Regions from separate parts of the Mus musculus genome. Here all the other regions are linked to region 1. Evidence: chromatin contacts called from public HiChIP or PLAC-seq and promoter capture Hi-C data. All regions are on one chromosome and are shown on one strand. The core of a region is the stretch at or near the end of the contact, and the rest is flanking DNA. Distances in the headings are between cores, read along the strand shown. Region 1 holds the start of Commd2 (COMM domain containing 2). Region 2 holds the start of 1700007F19Rik (RIKEN cDNA 1700007F19 gene). Region 3 holds the start of Erich6 (glutamate rich 6). Region 4 has its middle 55 kb from the start of Eif2a. Region 5 has its middle 37 kb from the start of Tsc22d2. Region 6 holds the start of Tsc22d2 (TSC22 domain family, member 2).

Region 1 (3,778 bases), core at 528-3,027:
ATCAAATTAGAAATAAAAGGAAATGAGCTACTTGTGAAATGACCCAAAGTGACCATTAAAATCTACATTTTCGTTTTCACACCAGAGCTTGGTTAAGTTGGTAAATAACAGATTTAAGAAAAGGAAAAGCCATACCTGTACATCTAGCCGCCACTCAAGACTATGGTAACTGGGAAGACGAGGTGCTAACTCGTTCAGAATAGTTCTGATCTCCTTTCTGTTGTCCAGGTAGAGCTGAAGCAATAATTTGTTTAGTTCTTCAGAGAATCCCAGAACAAAGACAGAGTCTTGGAAATCCAGTTCAGAAATCTAAAGGTAAATTGAGTTCAACAGAACACTGGAATTTATCTTTGTCTAGTAAATGCTAAACCATTTCTACACACACAAGTACATTATATCCTCTAATTCTATTTAGAACATTCCTTAAAGACCCACCATTCTGAAATCCAAGTTACTAATATACAAAATAACCTTATTAAAATAGGAAAGAAATTAAGATGCCTAATTTTATTTAATATTTTTCCATCAAGCCAGATAATGACTGCTGATACATTTTTAAAAATGCAATATTTCATTCTCCCATCTCCTGACATACATGGGTGATGGCACATGATGCAGAAATAGAGACAATTATAATTTAAACCGGCAAGAGGAATTCATATTAGATAACGCCAATAGCACTGTTTTGGTATACTGCACAAATTCGATTATGAGTTAGAAATATTGTAATAGGCGCCAGTTTGAAAGGATCTGGGTGATACAATACAGCTCTCAGAAGTCTTACCATAAGCTTTGAGCTCTCGGTGAGGAGATACGTTAATCCTTCCACACCATGCTGGATAGTGTCACTACTCACGTTCAGTTTTCCTAAGGTGGTGGTGGTGGTGGTGGTGGTGGTGGTGGTGGTGGGGTGGTGAAGAAATAAACAGATTATCAATTTGTTTAAAAATAAACACATTCAATTGCTCTGTTTTCAAACTATACAATAAAAATGAGTTAAGCGGAGACTACTGTTCCTTCTTAACCCACTCCACTAACAGGGGCCTTGGCTATTTCCCTCCAAGTCAGCCTAACAAAACACAAACCTGTGAACAGACACACAAAGCCCCTTCAACCCAGGCAGAAGGAGAAGTCAGTAGAGATGTTCTTAATCTCAACCACCACCACCACCACCCCCCCCCCCCCAGCTTAGAAAAAAAGCAGTTTCTGGGTAGCAAATGTTTACTAAACACTTCGATGACAGTTCCACTTCTTCAGCATGCGGTATTTTATTAAGCACCAGAATATTTCTAAAAGGCAGGTGGCACTGTATTCATTTTAAATATGAAGATATTTGTTCCACACTAGTTATAAAAGCGCGCAGCTCCTTGCAGTGTGCGCCTTGACTGACTGCTCTGCGGGGTTTTAAGAGGAACAAGGAACAAGACCCTAGGACCTGCAAAGACTCCTGCGGAGAAAGAGAATGGATCGCACTCTCCAGCTCCACAGACAGAGCCCGTCCTCCCCCTTTCTTACTGGCGGCGCCTTCGTAGATCTTCGGGTTTGAGCCCCGTCGGAGGAACTCCACGGCGATCCTCCCGAACTCGGCGACCACTGCAACGGAAGTCAGCAGCAGGCTGTGAGTGCCGGGCTGTCCCCCGGGTTGTCCCCGCCGCAAGCACCCCGCAAGCACTAACTTACCTGCAGTGTCCACTTGCGGCAGGAAGGCCAAGTGCTCCTTGTGCTCCTCGGACAAATCCAGCAGCATTTTAGCGGCTCTTCAGACTTTGCCACCCGGCGCCGGCCCCGCCCTCACCACTTCCGACCTCTGTGCAGGCAAAAAGAAGTTCCGGCGGGCGTCGCGGTACAGCCCATGCTTTGGGTTCCGGTTGCTGGCAGTCCTAGGAGCACGGTATCGTCCGGTTCACTCTATAGGAGTGAAGGTAGGCAGTGAACGCTGGTTAAAAGAGTTGAAGGTACAAGTCTTCCACTCATTCATGAGCCATCCTGCAAAAGTGTAATATGTAGTGCTGGAGAGATGGTGGTTAAGTGGTTAAGATCTCTTGTTGCTCTTGCAGAAGAACCAGATTCGGTTCCAGTACTCACGTTCTCAACCATCACTAACTCTAGTTTTGGGTATATAACACTCATGTATATGTATATGTATGTGTATGTGTATATGTGTATATGTATATACATATACTCATGTATATGTATGTGTATGTGTATATGTATATATATGTGTATATATATGTATATATGTATACGTATATTACATGTATATATACATAAATATATATGTAGTGACTATTTTGTACACTCCACAAATACCTTGAAGAAACTACACTATGACTACACTATGAGCAGAGGTCTTTGCATTAATTTCTGAAGATACAGCCCCAACTAGGGTAGTTTTGAACAGTTTGTGTAGGACTTTGTGTTATCACAAGCCTTCATGATCCCTAAATAAGCCTGTGAACGTGTCCACTTAGGCAAGAAAGGGAGCACTTTCTTAGTACAAAAGGGAAGATGCTAACCAAACATACCTTTGTTTACATGTGAGGTTTGCTTCAAATGGTGCAAACACCATTTCTTCAGATTTAGAAGCTGGCTGCTCAGTTCATGAGCAGGTAGGGATAGACACACCCTACACTGTATCCCTTGCTGCTACAACTTTGGACTCAATAAAAGGCTTCTCTCTAGGGGTCTTTTCTTGCCCACTTCTGGAAGCAGATACAGTGCTATAGCAGCAATGATAAAAGCAGCCATGTGGCAGCAGCTGCGACAGCTGAGCATTCTGAACATCAAGCCATAGAAGTGACAGCACAGCCTGACTCTTGCCAGCAGAAGAGGGAGAGCTGAGAGGCGGGGAACGTAAAATAACCAGTTTCTTAGGAACTGAAGAGGGATAGAAGATGGTAAAGATTCAAACAGACTGGGTGGGTAAGATAGCTGAGTGGGTAAGATAGCTCAGTGGATAAAAGCTGCTTGCTGTGAAGCCTGAAGACAAGAGTTCAACCCCTGGAACCCTCACGGTAGAAGAGAAAACCAACACATATGAGTTGTTCTCTGACTCACCAACGTACACTGAGGCACATGTGTTCACATATTAACTCACTCCTCCCCTCTCTCCCTTTTCTCACTCTCTGTCTCTTCCTAATGTCATAAAAATTATTTTAGAAATAATCAAAGAGTTCTTGAGTTCTAGGGAGCCAATGTTTTCAACTACCCCAGGCCCAGGAACTACACAATTGTCTATCACCAAGGGGTGAGGAATTGGATACCTGCCTATTTAGTATCTTCAGTGCTGGCTACTGCCCAAGACTAAGATATCTTGATTTTTTTTTTACACCTATAAAAGAGTCTTGGTACTTACTGTAGACCTATACAAGAGCCATGAACCTTGTAGAAGTAAGGATTCCACTACCAATGTTAGATTTCTGAAGTAGCACAACATTAGATTTCCGAGGCAGCTTAAAGAAACAGCTTATAGAGGCAGGAAATAGACCAGTCTGACCTCAACGGATGGAACTCTTTATTTCAAACAGAAAGGGCAGGCACAGGATGAAGGCAGTGTCTGCAAAAGGAAAAGGGGGTGCTTGGGCTTATGTAGGCAGTTTGGGAATGCAACTGCTAGGGCTACAGGTAAGCCTGTAGTTTCTCCCTCCTGGAGCTGTTTATCCACACAGGTCTGTTTATCTTTAGAAACTCCCTTGCCTGGCTATCAGGATGCAAGGGCAGAGTGGGCAGATGAGTTTGGAAATGGCAGTGAGGAGGGAAGAACTGGAGGGTTTTGTTT
Region 2 (3,786 bases), core at 743-3,242, 510 kb after region 1:
CCGAGCAAGACAGAAAAAGAAGCCAATGCATCCCACCTGCAGGGACCTTTGAATGATGCCTGCCTGAGAGGCCACACACGTGGCTCATGGGATGTGGAAGGTGGAGCCCAGCGCTTCACACATTCTGACAAGTCCAATACCAGGGCCTATATCCCTGGCCCTCATTCCCGGAATTCTGTAATGAGGAAAGGATATTTATTACCTACATCTTGACATCTGTGGGCTGATGTCATTATCAGCTTCCAGTTATCATTATCAGCTTCCAGCATAATCATTTACATACTCAGTTACGCAGGATAATTTTTAGTGACAAATAGCACAGACCCAGTTGACAATAATTTGTGCTAGCTGACCCCGCCCTGGCAGACTCTGAGGAAGACGTGACGGTTTCATCCTCTTACAACTGCTCTGCTTTCTCTCACAGCTCTACATCTCCTGACAATTGCAATCTCACTTTCCCTGACTCCATACTTCACCTTCCTGTCTGTCCCCAGCACAGCCGGACCTTACCCTCCACCCTTGTCCGCTTACCTCAGTGTCTCTATGGTCAGAACAGCCAACCACAACAAGGCTTCCACTGGCAGGAAACAGTCTTCACACTCTTGGGATTTCCTATTATGTGATGTGCAACCTTTTCCAGAAACAATCGAACCTAAAAATAGAAACCGCCTGGATCCACCTTCATCTCAATACAATGACTCCGTGGCCGCTGTAACTGGCCTTGAAGCAGTGCCAGGCACTTTGAAATCCCGAGGCTCATCGGTGTGAATGAAGGAAGCGCTTCCAGGGACTCCCAAGCGAGGGGAGGCTGCTGTTTACTTATTCCCTAGTCTTTGTTATTTTGTTGGCCTTTGCCAGGAAAGCCTGGGTAGGAGGAAGGAAAGCAAGAAGGGGATCAGAGGGGTGCAGGAGATTAGCAAGCAGAATTGGTGACCCTGGGGGAAGAGACTAATTCCCAGAGGAATTAGGTGAGTTTTTGAAGGATGGGGTTGAACTGGAGAAGAGAGGGAAAGAGAAGCAGGTTGAAACTGGATTTTCAGCGGCCCACGTAGTTGGAGTGACTGGGCCTTCACAGCTGGATCATGGCTTCTGGAAATGGAGCAGGGAGGAGAATCAGTCCGTCTTCAAGTCACTACCAGGGTCAGCAGTTACTGTTTCTCTCTCACCATCCCCTGAGAAGTTCCCATTCTCTTCTGTGTGGAGGAGGAGACAGAGGAAGGGACAAAAACCTGGAGAGGGCAGAAGCACCTGCCCACCCATGTGAGACAAGACAAAAAGCAGAAGTTAATCAGCGTGCACCGGCCCCTCCATAAAGATCCCACCCCACTGGAGTGTGTGACCAACCTGGGAGAGAAACTGGGAGTTCTCAACAATGATGCTAAGAGCCATGACCTTGAAATTCAAAAGCAAATAGAGAAGAGATGAAGACCCAGGAGACCCGAGCTTGAAGTTATCCCAGGAGAAACAAGCTGAATATAAGGTCTTCCCAGACTCAGCTCAGAGTCAAACAGCCTGTCTTCTAACCCCATTTCCTCCCATCACCAGCTGGGAGACTTGGAAGTCGTCTTTCCTTTCCCTGAGCGGATACCCATTTCATTAGGTTCATTAGGTGAGGGTGACATGAGGTGGGAGCAAACAGCTCTATCTCCATACACCCCGTTAAGGGGCTTTGTGGGCAGAACCAAGACTCACCCAGAAAGATGTGGTCGGTAGAAAATAGCTTTTACACGAATCTAGGCCTGGATGGAGAAAGAAGACATGTTAAAAAACAAACAAACAGACAAACAAAAAAACAAAACAAAAAACCCAAACAAACAAAAACAACTGGCAACAGGGAAGGAGCCTGGTGCTTGTATACACGGTGCCTGGGGTACTCAAGAGGACGTGGGAAAGTTCTCCCCGTACAAGCATCCAGCAAATACAGGGAGATCAATAAAACCAAATTACCACCGTTTTGCAGCCTCCAAAGAAACAATGAAAGTTAACAGTGACCGTTATATCAGTTACTAATTTACTGCCTTTAAACCCTAAGTCCACCGTTTCAGTGCTCTGGGGTCATTCATTGAAGGAATTCGAAACACTTCTCCTTCCCAACGCGCATGATTTGACGCTTCATCAGTAGAGGGCGCTAAAGAGACACTACAGGAACAAGGGGCTTTTCACTTGGTTTTACTCCTGGTGTCTGACCTCCAGCAGTGCACATGTAGGCTCATCAGCCAGGCCATGTGCCATCAAGATCGCTACAGTGTACAGTCCTTCTCCCGGATCCTCTGCCTGGACTCAGAGACCCCTTGCCTTCACCCTTGTAACGTACCAGTTTTACACAGACCTCCTGACCACTTTCCATCTACAGCTGGCTGACAAGGCAGCAGGACTTTGTTTCTTAAAGCCCTCCAAGTGTGAATGCTTCACACGAGTCCTTACACTTCCTATTTGTGTATGGTAGGTAAACAGCCATAGCCTCAGCTCGCCTGTACCTTTTGCATCCTTCCCTTCTTGCATGGCAAGTATGAACATGCACCTACCAGATAGCCTAGTGTCCCCAGCTACTGGCTATTGTGCCTCACTCAAGCTTTTGCCTTCAACAATGTCAAAAGTCCGGCCTTAGGGAGAGCCCCTATTTCAGGGTTGTTTTTCTTTGCTATTCTCCCTCAGATATAGGGTGCCCTTCAGAAGCAACTTTACACCTCCACAGCTATTATTTTAATAATTCTGTATATTAAACTTCCGTTATTTTAAATTACTATATAATTTTCTGTTTCCCAAAGTAGGCCCAATGACATGGGTGGGGGGTGCGTGGTAACGTCATGGAGAGACAGGAAAATCATGTGGCCTTGCTGGAGGTCTAAAACATAGCAGTTCAAGTGTTCTGGACAAAATATCAAGCCTGATTCTTGTCCAGCCTTGGATCTGACCAAACGTTTGAGAGGAAAGGAACGCGTTAAATGACACCATCAGATACAGCCACCAGATCAAGGCTCAAGAAAACCTCATGAGAAGAACAATCAGAATTCTCCAGTGTGACAGAGGAGAGAATCTGCCTGCCATCTGTCTGTCTGTCCATCCATCTATTCATCTATCTACCCATCATTCGTCTGTCTATGGCTTTTTATCCAATTAGAATTAAAGACTCCATTGCACACTGATTCTGGTAAAAAAAAAATGGAGGCAAATGAATTTAACTGTCTGGATATTTGATAATATTAATTATCTTTTTTAAAAAAAATAAGAGTTAATGAAGGAAATATTTGTTGATATTATAAAAATTCTTTTTATGTTTATGTGTGAATGGTACATGGGAATTTTCTTCAAAATAATAGTTGTATGAGATACAAGTGGATGGGAGTCTGTACTGTCCAGGACTCAATAATACTGAAGCTAAGTGATGAATACATGTGTTATTAAGACCATTTTTTTTTCCACTTGAGGTAGAGTCTTACTGTATAATCCAAGCTGGCTCCCTGTGTGGCCCAATCTACGTCAGTCTTCTGAGCACTAGAATTTTATAGGTACCACCATTTTTAGCGTCATTTTTTAAAAAAAGTCTGCAAACTGTTAGAGAAAAGGCAACATAACTGAAACATGAACATAGGGTAAAGAGAAGCAACGAGAAAAGTCTACATGCCCCAACACGCGTAAAATCACCCATTCAACAGCAGAATATCCGTGGGAGCATGGTTGTTACCACTGGTGCTACCACACCGGACAATCCAGCGGTATACATTTTCAAAATCTCTGTAAATCCAATTGTTCTCGTTCCAGTTATCTACCATGGAGAAATTGTCA
Region 3 (3,743 bases), core at 1,230-3,729, 990 kb after region 1:
TTTTTTAGACAACAGGATTTACTAACATCAGATTTCATGCTCTTGGCCTTGGATTTAATATACTGGCTTCTTAGCATGCAACTGAGGCATGTTTATTACTTTTCAATTTTAAAATGCAAACTGTACCCAAAGTATTTAACAAAACAACACACATATTATAAAAGTAATATAATATAAAAACTGCCAAGTAATATAATTTCTTATGAACATGGAGCTAATATGATCTGCTTCTCTCCCACCCTTTCTCTCTCTATGTAATTTGTTGTTAATTAGAAAAAAAATAAATGAGAAGAGGTAGAAGAAAGCAGTAGTGGATTTAGTGTTAATATTTTATAAACCGTCACTAATGCTGACAAACCAAAAAGTAGAGGTTTAAATTCTTTACAATTCGGAATCCTAGGAAATTAAAAGTGACATAAATACCAAAAATAAAAAATAATAAAAAGGAAAGGAAGTCCAGACTTAAACCAGATTTTTGATAAAGCGAGTGAAAATGTGTTTTAAAATTATAGTTGAAGGGGTGGAGAGGGGGAGAGGTAGCTTAGCTGGTAATAAGCTTGCCTTGCAAACACAAGGCTGTGAGTTCCATCCTCCACCCCCAGCCCCAGAATACATTAAAAAAAAAAAAAGCTGTGCATGGGAGTTAAGCTTTGTAATCCTGGCAATGGGAAGATAAAGACGGATGGATCCCTGAGTCTTGCTAGCCAGCTAGTCCAACATAGTGGCTGGCCTCCAGGTCAACCAAACAGCACCTAAAGAGGTATTAGCTCCATGTTCATAGGAAATTATATTACTTGGCAGTTTTTATATTATATTACTTTTATAATATGTGTGTTGTTTTGTTAAGTACTTTGGGTACAGTTTGCATTTTAAAATTGAAAAGTAATAAACATGCCTCAGTTGCATACTAAGGAGCCAGTATATTAAATCCAAGGCCAAGAGCATGAAATCTGATGTTAGTAAATCCTGTTGTCTAAAAATAAAAAAAAAAAAAATAAGATTTTCCATTCAGTGAGTGCAATTGCTTTTACTTTCTCCGGGCTGAGCCAGTAGCTGCAGGCCATTGATCCCAACTTAGCTTCTGCTCCTTTCTGTTTGCTGAGGAAAAGATTTTTTTTCGGGCTGGAGAGATGGCTCAGCAGTTAAGAGCACTGTCTGCTCTTCTGGAGGTTCTGAGTTCAATTCCCAGCAACCACATGGTGGCTCACAACCATCTGTAATGAGATAAGATGTCCTCTTCTGGTGCGTCTGAAGACAGCAACAGTGGAATCACATACATTAAATAACTAACTAAATATTTAAAAAATACTGATAATTGAAAACATTTTCTTACCTATCTACAGTCACTTCAGACAAGTCCTTTTTAAATGTTTGAAATATTTTGGGATAGCCTGTCAGACGAAACATTAAACAGTTTAGCCACTCCATGCCTCCGGTTCTCCAAGGGAAATTTTGTCCCCAGGGAACATTTGGTGAGGGGCAGAAACAGGGTGGTTGTCACAGGTGTGTGTGTATGATTTGTGTATGCTGATAAAAAATATATCCTAGAATGCACAAAGACACCACCACCCTTTCCCCCAACAGTTAAGATACACCCACAGTAAAATGTGAACTCTGACTCCAAGAAGCTCGTTCTAAATGCTCTGCTTCCTTTTAAAGGAAGACAGTAACGCTGCGTGTTAAGGTGTTAGGTAGAACTGCTTCAGTAAGTAGTTGAGCACCCCACAGGCACTAGTGCCCCAGGAGTGGCCTGTTACTTTTACTAACCGATTTCCCTTAGATCCCACACTAGGGGCCATCATGGCAATCAGCCAAGACTTGCTAGTGTTAAGGGCAGCAGAGGGGGAGGGGGAAGCACCGGCCGCCCTTCAGGCCAGGATCCCGAGGGAGGGAGAAGCCCAACGCTACTTTTGTGGGACGAGCCGCTGCTGGAAGCAGGAGGAGAGCCCTCCCTGTGCGGCAGCGGCAGCGGCTCCTCTTCGCCCCACGAGGGGCTGGACACCTTGCTGGGCGGGGACATAGTGCTCAGGCTGGGGCTGACCACGCTAATTAAGCGGGGACGAAATTCCGGTGAGTCTTCGTCAAAGCCTTCACTGGGGCCTATGGCTTTCCAGATGTCTTCTTCGTTCAACGACTCAGGGAACAGGTTCTGGCTTTCCTGCGGCTGGCCCTCCCTATCATCCCACCCTTGCACCCCCTGAGCTCCCTGCCCCTCCTGCTCCTCCTGAGCTCCCTGCTCCTCCTTGGCCTCCTCCTCCTTTTCCTCTTCCTCCACCTCCTCCTCCTGTCCCTCCTGCTCCAACTCCTCCCCCTGCTCTCTCTGCATCTTCTGCGCTTTCTCTGCCTCTACCATCTCTTTTCCCTTCGAGGCTTTATCTGGCTTTTTTGACTTTGTGTTCCTCTTTCCAGGCTTCCGCACTCCCTGACGCGGGCGCATGTTTGTGGGCAGCCCCGGAGCGCTCGACCCCGGAGCAGCTGTTGAGCGTCTGTCTCCCAGGGCAACCTCGGAACCTTTCAGGGTTTAAAGCCTCAGGACCCTGCGCCAAGCTTCTTTCTGCCAAGCTTCTTTCTGCCTTTGCTCTCTAGGTCTCTGAGCCCCTCTTAGCCAGCAGAGAAGCAACCTCCCTTTCCCTGGAGCCGGACCTTCTGGCTTTTTAAGGAGGATACCCATAATGTCATTTGGCACTGAGGGAGTTGTGGAATTTGATTTTTATTAGAAATATGATTATTGGAAATTCCAGTAAAACTCTGCTTACTATATTAGACACCAGCCTTTCTTTGCCGTCTTATGATTACATTGCCTTACATTTGTTGTTTAGTAAGACTTTTTGGAGATATATTGCTGCTGAGATAATTTGGTTTACTCTAGCCCTAGTTTGGTCGATTCTTTGATCCATCCTTTTGTTTTGGAAATAGAAAATTCCAGCGATATCTGTCTACCACATGCCACTTTTTGTTTTGGGGGCCTTGTTTCAACTCATGGTACTTTAAATTATTATTTTCTTTTGTGAAATATTTGCACATACTAAAAATAGTATCCAGGAAAGTATGGTGAACATTAGATGCCCAGGGTCAGGCCTATGAGTCACTATGTGTGATTTCTTCTGTCACTTGACTTCTGTTAGCCTATTTGTGGGGGGTGGGGGGGCTGGGAACAACCATTCCTTTAAGATATTTGTGGATATTGATGAATATGGAATAGTGGCCTGTAATTTTAGACATATATCATCCAAAGACCACTGGGAACACCGCAGTAGGGACATGGAGGCACCTGGGTTTAGCTGCAGTGTGATGCCCTTGGAAGGTCCCGTCGAGGACAGACTTCCCCTAAAGTGTTTTGGGAGAGGACCTAAGGTTTAGGTCAAATGGAAGGCAGGACAACTCTGTGATGGGGACTATGTGGTGGCACAGTGGCCTTAACTTTTGTTTCATTTAGACAAACCCACATGATCCTGTTTTGTGGTTGGTTCACTGAGCAATTATTTTGATGGCTGTTAATCTGACACTATATTTATTGGGCACTACTGTGAGCCAGGTCTCTGTTGGGTGTAGAGTCAGGCCACTACCTAGAAGCCTGCTTAAGTAGCTGGCCAGAGTACCTAACTACTTGGCAGGGTTCATCAAGGTCACTGGCATTAGAATATAGACCAGGGAGTGAGTGGCAGAAATTGTCCAATACTCCTGTGGGTGGGGCAGAGAGAAACTGCTCAGAGTGTTTTTAAAAGAATGGAAGATCTTGAAGG
Region 4 (3,622 bases), core at 342-2,841, 820 kb after region 1:
ACATTTGCTGAATGCTTCTGTCTGATTGCCTCTACTCTTGTGATATTACCATCACTGATCATTATTCCATGTGCCTATGCATTCTGTTACACTTTCTCTCACTCTCCAAGGACACTCCTCTAAAGAGAAACTGCCTTGCTCTTACCTAGTCATCTAAGAAAGGTGGGGGCTTTATTTCTTCCTTTTACTTCCAGTTTCAAACTGGAAGTATTTCAAAATACATTGAGTTCTAAAAATGAACAAAAATAAATATGTAAGGAACTAATATCTTGTTCTATGGGAAAATGAAGTGAGTTCATTTGGGATACCAAACCTCTGGTGCTTTGTAGGGAGAGCCAGGAAGGAAGGAAAGAAAAGACAAAAGTTGGTGATTGAAAACAACTGGTCTCTACTGCTCAGTCACAGAGTGACTTCTGTGTCAAGAACATTTTGAAACAGGAGGATTGCCATGAGTTGAAGGCTAACCCAGATTACAGAATCAGACTCTCAAAAAGAAAAAAAATATATATATTGAGGGCTAGGGATATATGGTGGTTTGAATGAGATGTCCACCGTAACCTCTGGCATTTGGAGTATTTGGTCCCCAGTGGGTGACACTATTTTGGGAGGTTTAGGAAATATGGCCTTGCTGGAGGAAGTAAATCACTAAGGGCAGACTTTGAGTTTCAAAAGTCTTGGATCATTCCCAGTTGGGGCTATCTTAGCTTGTTACTTGTGGCTCTGAGATGTGAGCTTTCCACTATTCCTGCCATGATGCCTACCTGGTGCCAGATTTACCTGCTGTCATGGTGATGGGCTCTCATCCCTCTGGAACCCTAATCCCAAAATCAACCCAGTTTTCCATCAATAAGTTGCCTTGGACTGATGTTTTATGACCGTAATAGAGAAGTGACTAAGACAGGATGGGAAGCCCATATCCAGGCACAACTGACGCTACTTTGAGAGTAACAGTAGCATCTAGAAACAGCAGTAGAAGCTGTTCAAGAACCCAGGGAGTCATTACACAGACAAGGAGTCCACTCGTACATGCTCAACCTCTACCATGTGGTTACTGAACATACTTCCATATAAGCCCATGAGCCAGAATGCTTACTAAGAGATATGGCAGTGGGTGAGTGGACTTCAGCATGTACAAACTATGTCTAATAGTTTGCTCAGCAAGACTGGTACCCATGGAGTCTGCTGTATTAGTTCAACATGCCTCCACAAAGACCAATTTATCATCCTTTTGGACTTTCTCCAGACACAGGAAAGTGACTCAGGACAAGGACTTAGTGTTGAAGCATTAGCTTAATAATCTTGTGCAAGATTGTGCAAGAGCCTAGGTCTGTGTGGTCCTCCTCTCATCCACCAATCTTAGTCGTCACAGGTTTCCTTTTTCTCAACTCTCCCATCCTGCCCCTAATAGCCAGCTGTTGCAAAGACAATCACTGAGAAAAGCTGTAAAGAAGTCCCTTTATAGAATGAAAATGGGCCCCTTAAAGACTGCCCTGTCCTATTCTCTAGAGAGAGGGAATAAGTGGGGTTCTGAGCCTGTGAGTCTTGGCTTTTTCACTACCGACTTAACTTCCGGAATCTACCGAGTTCAGCGTTCAGTAATGGCTCTGAAGCTAGCTGACTCATCCAGAAACACAGCTTCCTGGAAGCATTCTCTTCTCAGATAATCACACCCTCAAACGAGCTTCTACCCCTTGGGTCCTGACCGCCAGCCTGGGGTTGGAGAGGCACAGGAACAGGAGACGACATCATGTCTGCGACAGAAATTTAAAATGAACAGCTTAGACTCTGGGCAGGAGAGCATCAATACTTAAAGACAGAAGCTGAGCAGTATGATGTTAAATGAAAAGTCCCCTTTGCCCTTTGATAGCCCTCTGTACCCACTGGCCTCAGTGCTGCAGTCTCTGAGAGGGACCCTGCTTTCATATTTACAGTTGTATGTTCTGGCACTAATTACTCAGATTACTGAAGGAGTAAATGAAGATCCACATGAATCTTATACTTTTTTTTTATTAATCATTAAGTATTGGGGTAATAACTTACTCATAGGCTTCTTGTAGGACATGACTCCTTGTGCTGGCTTCTGCTTTTTTTGTTTTACCACTTTCTGGGCACCTGGTTAAAGCCATGGTCTTTTTCTTTATCAATTTTTGACCAGAGCCTCTGGAGAAAGACTGGGAAATTTACAACCCTTTTGACAAAAAATTTCCTCCTTACCCTTTTAGAACAGCACAACTACCCAATGGCTAGCGACAGCAAGAATTTGCTTATTTGACAAGTATGGAGACATGTTTAGGAGTTTGTAATCTGCCCAAGATCTCAGAATTGACCAGAGGTACAGCTATAGTGTAAGAGACCTGGTATTCCATGTTTCTCCCACTGTGCTTCCATGGGCTCAGGATCAAAGGGACGAAAGCATATTTTCTGGAACAAACATGTTGAAGATGTGTACCTGGCTTGTTCAGGTCATGACATCTATAAACCTTGGGCTCTGTGTTTAACAGCTGGCCATTCAGGATGAACAGAATACCGATAACACATAACAACACACCCTCCCCTCAAGCAGCTTTCATGCAGCTCTCTGAGATCAGTGTGATTGCTCCTCTGTCAGGAATGTGGATTGTCAAGCCAAGTGTGGTAGCTCACACCTATAATCTCAGCATTTGGGATGCTGAGAAGGGATTACAGGTTGAGGCCAGGCTGGTCTATCTAGTAAATCTATGCCAGCCTGGACTACAAAATGAGACCCAAAAAAGGAAAAGACTATTAAAATATTTTTTAACAAGTAGTGCATACTCCCCCCCCCCCTTTTTTTTAAATGACAGTTTCACTTCGTGTAAAGGTTGTAAGGGACTCATCAGTACACCAAACAACACAGGACAGGCTCAGCCCTACCAGTCAGCGATTTGGGTTAGAATAAATGTTGTCATCTACACAGTGCTTGTGAATTGCCCTATTGCAAGGCTGGTAGCTGCTTCATCTAAGTTACAAAGAACAGTTTACTCCTTTTTTATACACAGCATCAGACTTGACCTTTAAGAAAAATATAAAGGGACAATTTTACTTAATATTTCTTCCTCCAAGGGATTGTGTACAGTTCTATACTAGATCTAAGAAAGAAAATTGGGTCATGCTGCTAAGCTAAAAGAAAAGTAGACAAAATATACTCATTAAATTGATAGGAACTCTTAGACAGAAAGATAACATCTTTGGATAAGACCAAGGCGATGCAAAAAAGAAATAAAAAAGTTACTATTCGACAAAGGGGAACAGACATACAATATAGAATCTCATGCCTTTCATAAGGACACATTTGCCAGGCCTGGTGGCATAGGTCTGTAATCTAGCTACTAAAGAGCCTAGGACAAGAGGATCACAGCTTCGAGGCCTGCTTGGGCTACAAAGCCCACCTGCACATCTTAGGCAGACCTATGTCAAGATAAATATATATCAGGGATGTCCAGCCCAGCATGAGCGAGCAAGCTCCTATTTTTTATCCCTGATATTCTCTCTCTCTCTCTCTCTCTCTCTCTCTCTCTCTTCAGAAATTAGGAGGAATGCATAAACTGTCAATTTATTCTACATCTTCCTCTCTTATCTAGATGTAGTTAGCTAATTAATTAGT
Region 5 (3,565 bases), core at 567-3,066, 730 kb after region 1:
CACTGTTTTCTTCCCAGTTGGAGTTTCTCAATATATATTTGCCTTCTGTCTAATCCAACGCACAGTCTCTCTTTGCTCATGTTTACTACATAGGAGCAAAGAAGGAGATTTAGAAGACAGATTTACTGCAATTCACTGAGTATTAGGCACAGTCCCTTTGCTTAAGACAGCTTACATATTTTCCAAATACAAAAACACCCGTGAGTTGTCTGAAGTTCCCACTTGATTTTTAACGCATTTGCCTCTTGTTGAGTCCCTTATATAAGTTAGCTGTATTGCTCCTGTTCCTATCTCCCCGGGCCCCTACATTATAAGACCGGATGTTTGGCATGTTACATCACCATCATGCTGGAAGCACATTTTCAAAACATCAAGACATTTGGTACCCTAGAAATGTACGTTTTATTTTTCTACATCTTGTTCTGCATGGCAACATGCTTTTGATGTTTTTTATTTTGTACAATAGTTGGCTTGCAGTCAGTCTCTCTAACATGTATTAGAATCTTATTGCTTGTGGAAAAACTTCAGGTAGAAAACTAATGAAATTGGTGTCTCTAAAAGCCAGGCTCTGGGTTTGAAAAACGGAATATATTAACTCTCCCAAAAGAACTGAATAGCCATCAAACTCACAATATGGCAAAACATTCCAGTAAAAGAATGTTCTGGGTTTGTAACTACTCTTTCACTTTATAGTCTTCCTTTCTAATTGTAGCCAGAGACAGTTGAGCAATTGTAGACAGCCTGTGGGATACAGGGATGGCCTCTGTCCTGAGCCACTGCAGTTGCACTGCATGCAGAAACAAGGTTCCTGTTTTCCTGCGTTGTTCTTCCTCATACTGTTCCAGCCAGGCCTTTTCTTTTTTTCATCCCCATAACTCGTCTCCTGTTTTCATCATTTAACTCTTGTCTCTGTGGCATGAAACCCCCAAGCATGTAAATTGCTGACTGCATCTTTTAAAGGACCAAGTAAAACTAAGATAATTAGCCATATAAACACAACGTGTGGTTCCCACCCCCCACCCCCGAAAGAGTTCCCAGCAACACTGGGCTTTGTGCAGAAACATTCTTCAGGAAGTGTCCCTTAATGGTATGTGATCTTTCCATTTTATTTTATTTCTTTTTTATTTTAGATTTATTTATTTATTATATGTAAGTACACTGTAGCTGTCTTAAGACACCCCAGAAGAGGGCGTCAGATTTCATTAGGGATGATTGTGAGCCTCCATGTGGTTGCTGGGATTTGAACCCAGGACCTTGGTTCAGAAGAGCAATCAGTGCTCTTAACCGCTGAGCCATCTCTCCAGCCCAATCTTTCCATTTTAGACAAGTTGCCATGGTCAGGTGTCACTGCTTCCTTGTTCATTATTCTCGACACAGTGGTGGTGCTACAGGCAGTCCACCAAGTCCTGGTTTTCTGCATCAGTTTCCCTTTTTGTCTCTCCTTAGACCACCCTTGCACACACACTCATTGCTAGCCTGTCCTTTGTTGTTCCTCGGGGCTCTTACAGGTCCTCTCGGCCACCTGGGAGATTCCAGTGTCCCCTCCCCATTCTTCCCACTTGCAGAGCTTGGTTTGAATGGAGTCACACTATTCACATTTTCAGATTCCGGTTGGCTCTGGGCCAGCCTTCTGCTCCTCTGCCCTGTGTTTATGTTTTCAGCTACCTGTACAAGTCATGATTTTTAATTAATGAGTTTCTCACTCTTTGAGGCAGTGAAGCCAAACCAAAGCAGTGAAGATGAATGGCAGGCAGGCTTCCTACTGACAAAGGCTCCAGGGTGTTTTTAGGTCAGAGCCCGCTGAGCAGAAAGGATCCTGGACAGGAAGTTGCATTCTGTCATTTACACATGAATATTCTGTCTTAAGTCACAGGCCATGCAAGTAAGTTGATACCAGAGCTACAGGAGGAATGCTTCCAGTTGTTAAAATCTTTGACCTTGGATTCATACTGGCCCCGTTCAAACTCTAAACTATGTGGTTTTACCAATAAATATATAGAAAATTTCAATGTTACAAAAACAATTTAATTAATAAGAACACAAATATTCGTAACCCACAGTATTAAAATGTGTACAACATCTACTGTACCAAGTTGTTGTGCTGGGTATGTATTTACTGTGAATTATTAACTATAAGCTGACTTTTAGTCAAATGTTCCTTATGAGATAATGCTATAGTTCTAATGTCAACCTTTTAAGATTTCATTTTAATCTTTGCTAATGGTAGTTTGACTTTGAACAACTTATTTACAAAACTCTGCTTTGGTTAATCTAAAGTTAATAACAATACCTAGGTTCCAGCCAGAGCAGCTCAGACTGTGGTTGCAGATCTGGAAGACAACCTAGGGCCTGAGGAACCTCTACCTCAACCACCAGTATCATAGCAGTGGCATGAGCTGGGGAGCAGCAAGTGCCCTGGCAGCCCTTGTGGTGTGCCCTGGCTCTGGCTGCCATATTCCACACCGTGGAGTGCCCACTGGGCACCCTCGCTGTACCCACAGAGCAGCGGAACTTCCTGCTTCTGAAAATGACAGCCAACATCAACAACAACCACACCTAGTATATAGGTACATCTATGTACCACATAAGCATTAAAGACAGATGATGTGTGTGTGGTCCGTAAAGATCACAATGAACCTCAAAATATCCATCACCCAATGATGTCATAGCTGTCATGATGCTCAGGCACAACCAAACAGTGTAATGTTGGTGTAAACAAACCTACTACCTTGTCAGTCCTAGAAAATTGTAGCCAACACAATTACAGCACACAGCTCTTGCTGGTGATAAACAACTGTGTTCCTGGCTTGTATGTTTATTTTTATCTTTATTTTAAAGTGCATGTCTCTTAATTATATAAGAAAGGTTTATTGTAATACAGTAGGCCATGACACATCAGTAGGAGCCCTATAAATCTCATGTTTAATGTCTCATGATTACATGTAGAGGCCACCTCCAGTGACTTACTTGAGTTTGTGTAATGACACGATATGGTATTCACATAACAATGACTCTTCTAGCACCATGTTACTCAGAACTAGCCCTGATACTACATGATGAATAACTGTAGTTGTGAGGGATGAACAGCTTATCTTTTGTATTAGTCAGGGTTCTCTTGAGTCACAGAACTTATGGAATGTCTCTCTATATTGAGGGACTTTATTGTGATAACTTACAGTCTATAGTCCAACTAACCCAACAATAGTCAGCTGTGAATGGGAAGTCCAAGAATCCAGTAGTTGCTCAGTCCCGTGAAGCTAGTTGTTTCAGCTGGTCTTCTGTAGAAGTAGGTTCCAACAGATGTGCTGGCAAGTAAGTGTAAGCAGATGAAGAAGAGAGAATCTTCCTTCTTCCAATGTCCTTATATAGGCCTCCAGCAGAAGGTGTGGCCCACATTAAAGATGTGTACCACCACTCCTGGATCTGGGATTTGCATTGTCCCAGGCGGACTTGAACTCAGAGATCCCCTTGCCTCTGTCTCCTGGGATTAAAGGTGTGTACTGCCTTGCCTGGGCTTAAGCTTTTCATGGCCACTATGCCTCAGATCTTCATGCCAAGATCCAGG
Region 6 (3,834 bases), core at 1,130-3,629, 760 kb after region 1:
CTTTGTACATAGATTTCAAACTTCCTATATCTAGAATTCTTTTCATTTCTCCCCAACAGTCTAAAGTATAAAATTCTCTTCATTTTTCTTTTCCTTTTTTTTTTTTTTTTTTTTTTTTTTTTTTTTTTTTTTACCTAGGGTTTGCTTGCTTATTAAGAAACAGGGTATCAATGAGGTGGAGAGGTGACTGGCCTGAACTTCCCGGGCTCAAGTGATCCATCTGTCTCAACTTCACGAGTTCTACATTTTTTTTAAAGGGAAAATATACAAAAGTAGGATCTTTAAATGTTTGGAAAATGCTATTTTCAAGAAAACAGTTAAACACATACACACATTTCACGAAACATCTAAATATTCAAACTTTATAATCCTAAAATGTCTTGTTAACATTTTCTACTCCCTTTGTAGCAGAAATGTTGTTCCCATTTCTTCAAATTAGTTTTATGTTTACTTTCATGTCATGGTAGATTCCACCTGTTGTTAGAATGAACACTTACAGCCGGGCGTGGTGGCGCACGCCTTTAATCCCAGCACTTGGGAGGCAGAGGCAGGTGGATCTCTGAGTTCGAGGCCTGCCTGGTCTACAAAGTGAGTTCCAGGACAGCCAGGGCTATACAGAGAAACCCTGTCCCGAAAAAACAAAAAAAAAAAAAAAAAAACCAAAAAGAATGAACACTTACAGATTACTCTTCCCCCTTTAACGTGTGGCTGAAGAATACCACCCTAATAATCAGAAAAGGAAATTTAATAAGATAATGTAATGTCACGATCAAGCATGTGGTTTTTATTTTTCTGAAACTCCTATGGTCAACAATACCCACTGATAATTAATTTTAACATCAGCATTAAAATAATCTCTTATAAATTCACATTGGATTAACAAGCCAATTATTTCTACGTACTGTCTTGAGAAATTACTGAAATTATAGATTTAGAAATGAAGCATTCCCTCAGCTATCTCGGCCACAATAACACCAGCATGTAACACTTATTTTCTTTTTTCTTCTGCCCCCCTCAAGAAGCAGGGATGTTACTGTGAGGTATTGGTTTATATACTGACCTCTGTCACTTGGGTTTGAAGGACAGTTTCTATTGAGTTTAAAATATCTATCTCCATACATTACAGCTAAATACCTAGAAAGTGTTGTGTAAATTTTAATTTTCAATCCGTTTTTGGATCAAAGAGTTCTTTAAAGATTAGAGAACTGAGTAAACTACTTTAAACGAGTCAGCCTGATATGATCTCTAAAAGCTGCAACAAATCTGACATCTTAATTTCCAGCAAAACTTCTCAGATTTTAGCTAACTTAGAGTTGTTTTCATGTGTCAAGAGTTCAAGAGTGGTCGGTGTTTAAAATAACATCCTCACTCTCCCAATGTGGAGACACTTGCCAGCACTTGGGAGGCAGAGGCAGGAAGCTCACTACAAGTTCAAGGCCACTTTGGTTTAAGTAAGTAGCCTGGGCTACAAGAGGTCTCATAACAACAAGACTCGATTTTGATTGGGAAGTAGCTACAAGATGGAAAAATTCAGTGGCACTTTCAGAGCTGCTGTCTGACTTAGTAGTGGAAGAAAAAGGTATTCTCTTACTGTGCATGATCCAAAGCAAACCAAAGAACAACATGGCTCTAACAGGAGCCTTAGAACAATCAAAAGAGCTACACTTATTTAACACTGTAGGCTTTTCAACGTTGGAACCTATAAGCAGATTTCATGTTCAACGTCTCGAAAGTTTAAATGAACTCTTCCAGCCTTGAACCACAACAAGTGAAAATTTGGAATATGTTATTAACTCCTAATCTTTTTCGAAACCGACTTTACTTTGGGCAAGTAACCATCCCTGTCGCCGCCGCTTTTTATAGACAGAATTTCTGTCTGAAAGATCATCTTTCTAACTCAGTCTGGCTTGATGTTCTGTGTTAGTCACCCTCGTTTCTCTTAAATCTCACTTCTCCCACTATCCTAGTTAACATATATTTTCAGGACTTTTAACCCGGTTCGCTTTCTCCAGCTATGCACCTCTTCGGCAGCTGGATCGCCCTACTTTTTTCCCCTATCGCCCAGGTTCCTCTAAGACTATGCTAAACATTAGACCGAGCACATGACCTCCAGTCATCCAGGATCGCCACACGCCGGCCCTAAACCATGCGATGCCCCAGGCTTACAAATTAAAACCGTCTTCTGGCTTTTCCTCTCCTAGTGAACCTGCAGTGTGGAAATTTAAATTTAAAAATTTTTTAAATAAAAGAACCCGCTCCCTTTTCTCTACCCCCTTGGCCCCGCCCACGAACCCCCCTCAAGCCTCCACGCGAAGCCGCAGGAAACCGGAGGGGGCGGGGCGGTGACGTCACGACGCCGGCGCGTCACGGAACGGCGGCGGCTGCGGCGCTGGCGGTGGCTGCGGCAGCGGCGGCATTTTAGTCTGCGGCGGCAGCGGCTGCGGGGCTGCTGCTCCTCCCAGCATCCCTGGCGCGGCCATTTCAGCCCCATCTTGGCCGAGTGGAGGGAGCTGCAGCCGCTGCTTCAGCAGTTTGAATTTCTGTTTTGTTTTGTTTTGTTTTTTCCCTCCGGAGTCTCCGAGCCGGCCGCGCCGCGGAGAAGCGGAAGGCGCCGCCACCGGTTCCCCTCACGCCGCCGAGCACCTCCGCTCGCTTGCCGTTCCTTCAGCCGCCGCCGCCGCCCCTCACGCGCCTCAGAGCCGCGAGGAGGCCGGGCCCGCCGCCGCCGCGGGTGGCTCCCTGAGGGAGGCCAGACTGCCGGCCTTCCCCGCCCCCGAGCGGGCTTCCGCCGCCACCGCCGGCATGGCCCCCGGACTGCGCTCGGGCTAGAGCCCGGGACGGAGGGCTGCCTCCCGCCGCGGACCTCCAGCCCCGTCCGTCAGGAAGCGCCGGTCCCGGCCTCGCCGCTCCGCCTTCTTCCTCCGCGTCGCCGCGCGGGAGCAGCCGCGGGACCCGGCCAGGAGAGCCCGAGCGGGGCAGAACCGCCCCTCACGCCGCCGCCGCCGCCTCCTGCGCCCTGCGCTCCACCCCCAGCCGGGCCTGCTGACCGCGCCGAGCGCCGGGCTGGACTGACCGCGGAGGCTGAGCTGTTGGAGCAGCCGGCCCGCCCCTGGACCACGCTCGGGCCGTCGCTGAGGAGTTGAATTGAGGCACCCCTGCCGCGGGAGGTGAGGAGGGAGGAGGAGGATGTCGCGCCGAGACGCCGGCGCCCAGAGCAGCCCGTGACTTGGCGGCGTGGGCCGTAGACCCAGGCGCGAACTCGGACTTTGTCTTTGGGGGCCCGTGCTCGGCCCTTCTCGGTTTCCGGTGGGGTCCCAGAGGAGCCTCTGCCCTCCAGCCTCTTCCACCATGTCCAAGATGCCGGCCAAGAAGAAGAGCTGCTTCCAGATCACCAGTGTCACCACGGCTCAGGTGGCCACCAGCATCACCGAGGACACCGAGAGCCTGGACGACCCGGACGAGTCGCGCACGGAGGACGTGTCCTCCGAGATCTTCGACGTTTCCCGGGCCACGGATTACGGCCCGGAGGAGGTGTGCGAGCGTAGCTCCTCGGAAGAGACGCTCAACAATGTCGGGGATGCGGAAACTCCCGGGACCGTGTCCCCGAACCTCATCCTGGATGGGCAGCTGGCAGCCGCTTCAGCTGCGCCCGCCAACGGAGGCGGCGGTGGCGTGTCGGCCCGGAGCGTGGCGGGGGCACTCGCCCAGACCCTGGCGGCGGCCGCCGCTTCGGTGTCCACTCCTGGGCCGAGTAGTGCAACTCCATCTCAGCCCCCTGCCACTTGTAGTTCGCGTTTCCGCGTGATCAAACTAGACCACGGGAGCGGGGAGCCG

The links. Promoter capture Hi-C pulls out the DNA fragments that hold promoters and counts their contacts. HiChIP or PLAC-seq counts read pairs in DNA pulled down with a chosen protein or histone mark.
Region 2: an H3K4me3 HiChIP or PLAC-seq map of neural tube shows a contact between it and region 1, with 4 times the contacts expected there. The contact joins the promoter of 1700007F19Rik here to the promoter of Commd2 in region 1. A contact is called at or near these places in 5 of 39 promoter capture datasets (the 3T3-L1 cell line, embryonic stem cells, liver and 1 more), 3 of 15 datasets of contacts at CTCF or cohesin (hippocampal excitatory neurons, large pre-B cells and pro-B cells), 4 of 484 Hi-C or Micro-C datasets (cerebral cortex, cortical neurons and nephron progenitors) and 12 of 115 datasets of contacts at active chromatin or transcription factors (embryonic basal ganglia, embryonic forebrain, embryonic hindbrain and 8 more).
Region 3: a promoter capture Hi-C map of hippocampal neurons shows a contact between it and region 1, with 2.4 times the contacts expected there. The contact joins the promoter of Erich6 here to the promoter of Commd2 in region 1. A contact is called at or near these places in 2 of 39 promoter capture datasets (hippocampal neurons and liver).
Region 4: a contact with region 1 is called in an H3K4me3 HiChIP or PLAC-seq map of bone marrow-derived macrophages, with 6 times the contacts expected there. The contact joins the enhancer-like site here to the promoter of Commd2 in region 1. A contact is called at or near these places in 1 of 39 promoter capture datasets (the 3T3-L1 cell line), 1 of 15 datasets of contacts at CTCF or cohesin (pro-B cells), 3 of 484 Hi-C or Micro-C datasets (the Ba/F3 cell line, cerebral cortex and cortical neurons), 5 of 115 datasets of contacts at active chromatin or transcription factors (astrocytes, bone marrow-derived macrophages, embryonic stem cells and 2 more) and 1 of 9 other capture datasets (adipose tissue).
Region 5: a contact with region 1 is called in a promoter capture Hi-C map of neural stem cells. The contact joins the enhancer-like site here to the promoter of Commd2 in region 1. A contact is called at or near these places in 2 of 39 promoter capture datasets (embryonic stem cells and neural stem cells) and 3 of 115 datasets of contacts at active chromatin or transcription factors (bone marrow-derived macrophages, embryonic stem cells and large pre-B cells).
Region 6: a promoter capture Hi-C map of liver shows a contact between it and region 1, with 3 times the contacts expected there. The contact joins the promoter of Tsc22d2 here to the promoter of Commd2 in region 1. A contact is called at or near these places in 16 of 39 promoter capture datasets (the 3T3-L1 cell line, 3T3-L1-derived adipocytes, the C10 cell line and 10 more), 3 of 484 Hi-C or Micro-C datasets (LSK cells, embryonic stem cells and regulatory T cells) and 14 of 115 datasets of contacts at active chromatin or transcription factors (the 230-238 cell line, astrocytes, bone marrow-derived macrophages and 10 more).

What each region holds. Positions count from the first base shown.
Region 1 is chr3:57,649,907-57,653,684 of GRCm38.p6, forward strand. Commd2 (COMM domain containing 2) reads right to left here and starts at 1,778. Exons shown (of 5, transcript NM_175095.4): 1 at 1,681-1,778; 2 at 1,516-1,593; 3 at 785-867; 4 at 136-309. The coding sequence starts at 1,747.
Region 2 is chr3:58,161,815-58,165,600 of GRCm38.p6, forward strand. 1700007F19Rik (RIKEN cDNA 1700007F19 gene) reads right to left here and starts at 1,993. Exons shown (of 6, transcript NR_040538.1): 1 at 1,948-1,993; 2 at 1,693-1,739; 3 at 532-652. It overlaps Gm40056 (a long non-coding RNA gene), which reads left to right. Exons shown (of 6, transcript XR_003954487.1): 5 at 425-2,442.
Region 3 is chr3:58,634,728-58,638,470 of GRCm38.p6, forward strand. It overlaps Erich6 (glutamate rich 6), which reads right to left and starts at 2,480. Exons shown (of 14, transcript NM_001081262.1): 1 at 1,909-2,480; 2 at 1,334-1,391. The coding sequence starts at 2,437. It overlaps Gm46806 (a long non-coding RNA gene), which reads left to right and starts at 1,284. Exons shown (of 2, transcript XR_001783856.2): 1 at 1,284-2,070; 2 at 2,410-2,765.
Region 4 is chr3:58,468,605-58,472,226 of GRCm38.p6, forward strand. No RefSeq gene overlaps it. Among named protein-coding and RNA genes, the nearest start is that of Eif2a, 55 kb to the right of the region's middle. Within about 2 kb of position 1,592, at least 112 of the 459 cell types and tissues checked have an H3K27ac peak or open chromatin away from gene starts, as enhancers often do. A contact at or near this core is called in the Ba/F3 cell line, adipose tissue and bone marrow-derived macrophages, where this site is marked.
Region 5 is chr3:58,376,140-58,379,704 of GRCm38.p6, forward strand. No RefSeq gene overlaps it. Among named protein-coding and RNA genes, the nearest start is that of Tsc22d2, 37 kb to the right of the region's middle. Within about 2 kb of position 1,817, at least 8 of the 459 cell types and tissues checked have an H3K27ac peak or open chromatin away from gene starts, as enhancers often do. A contact at or near this core is called in neural stem cells, where this site is marked.
Region 6 is chr3:58,412,341-58,416,174 of GRCm38.p6, forward strand. Tsc22d2 (TSC22 domain family, member 2) reads left to right here and starts at 2,380. Exons shown (of 4, transcript NM_001081229.2): 1 at 2,380-3,834. The coding sequence starts at 3,349.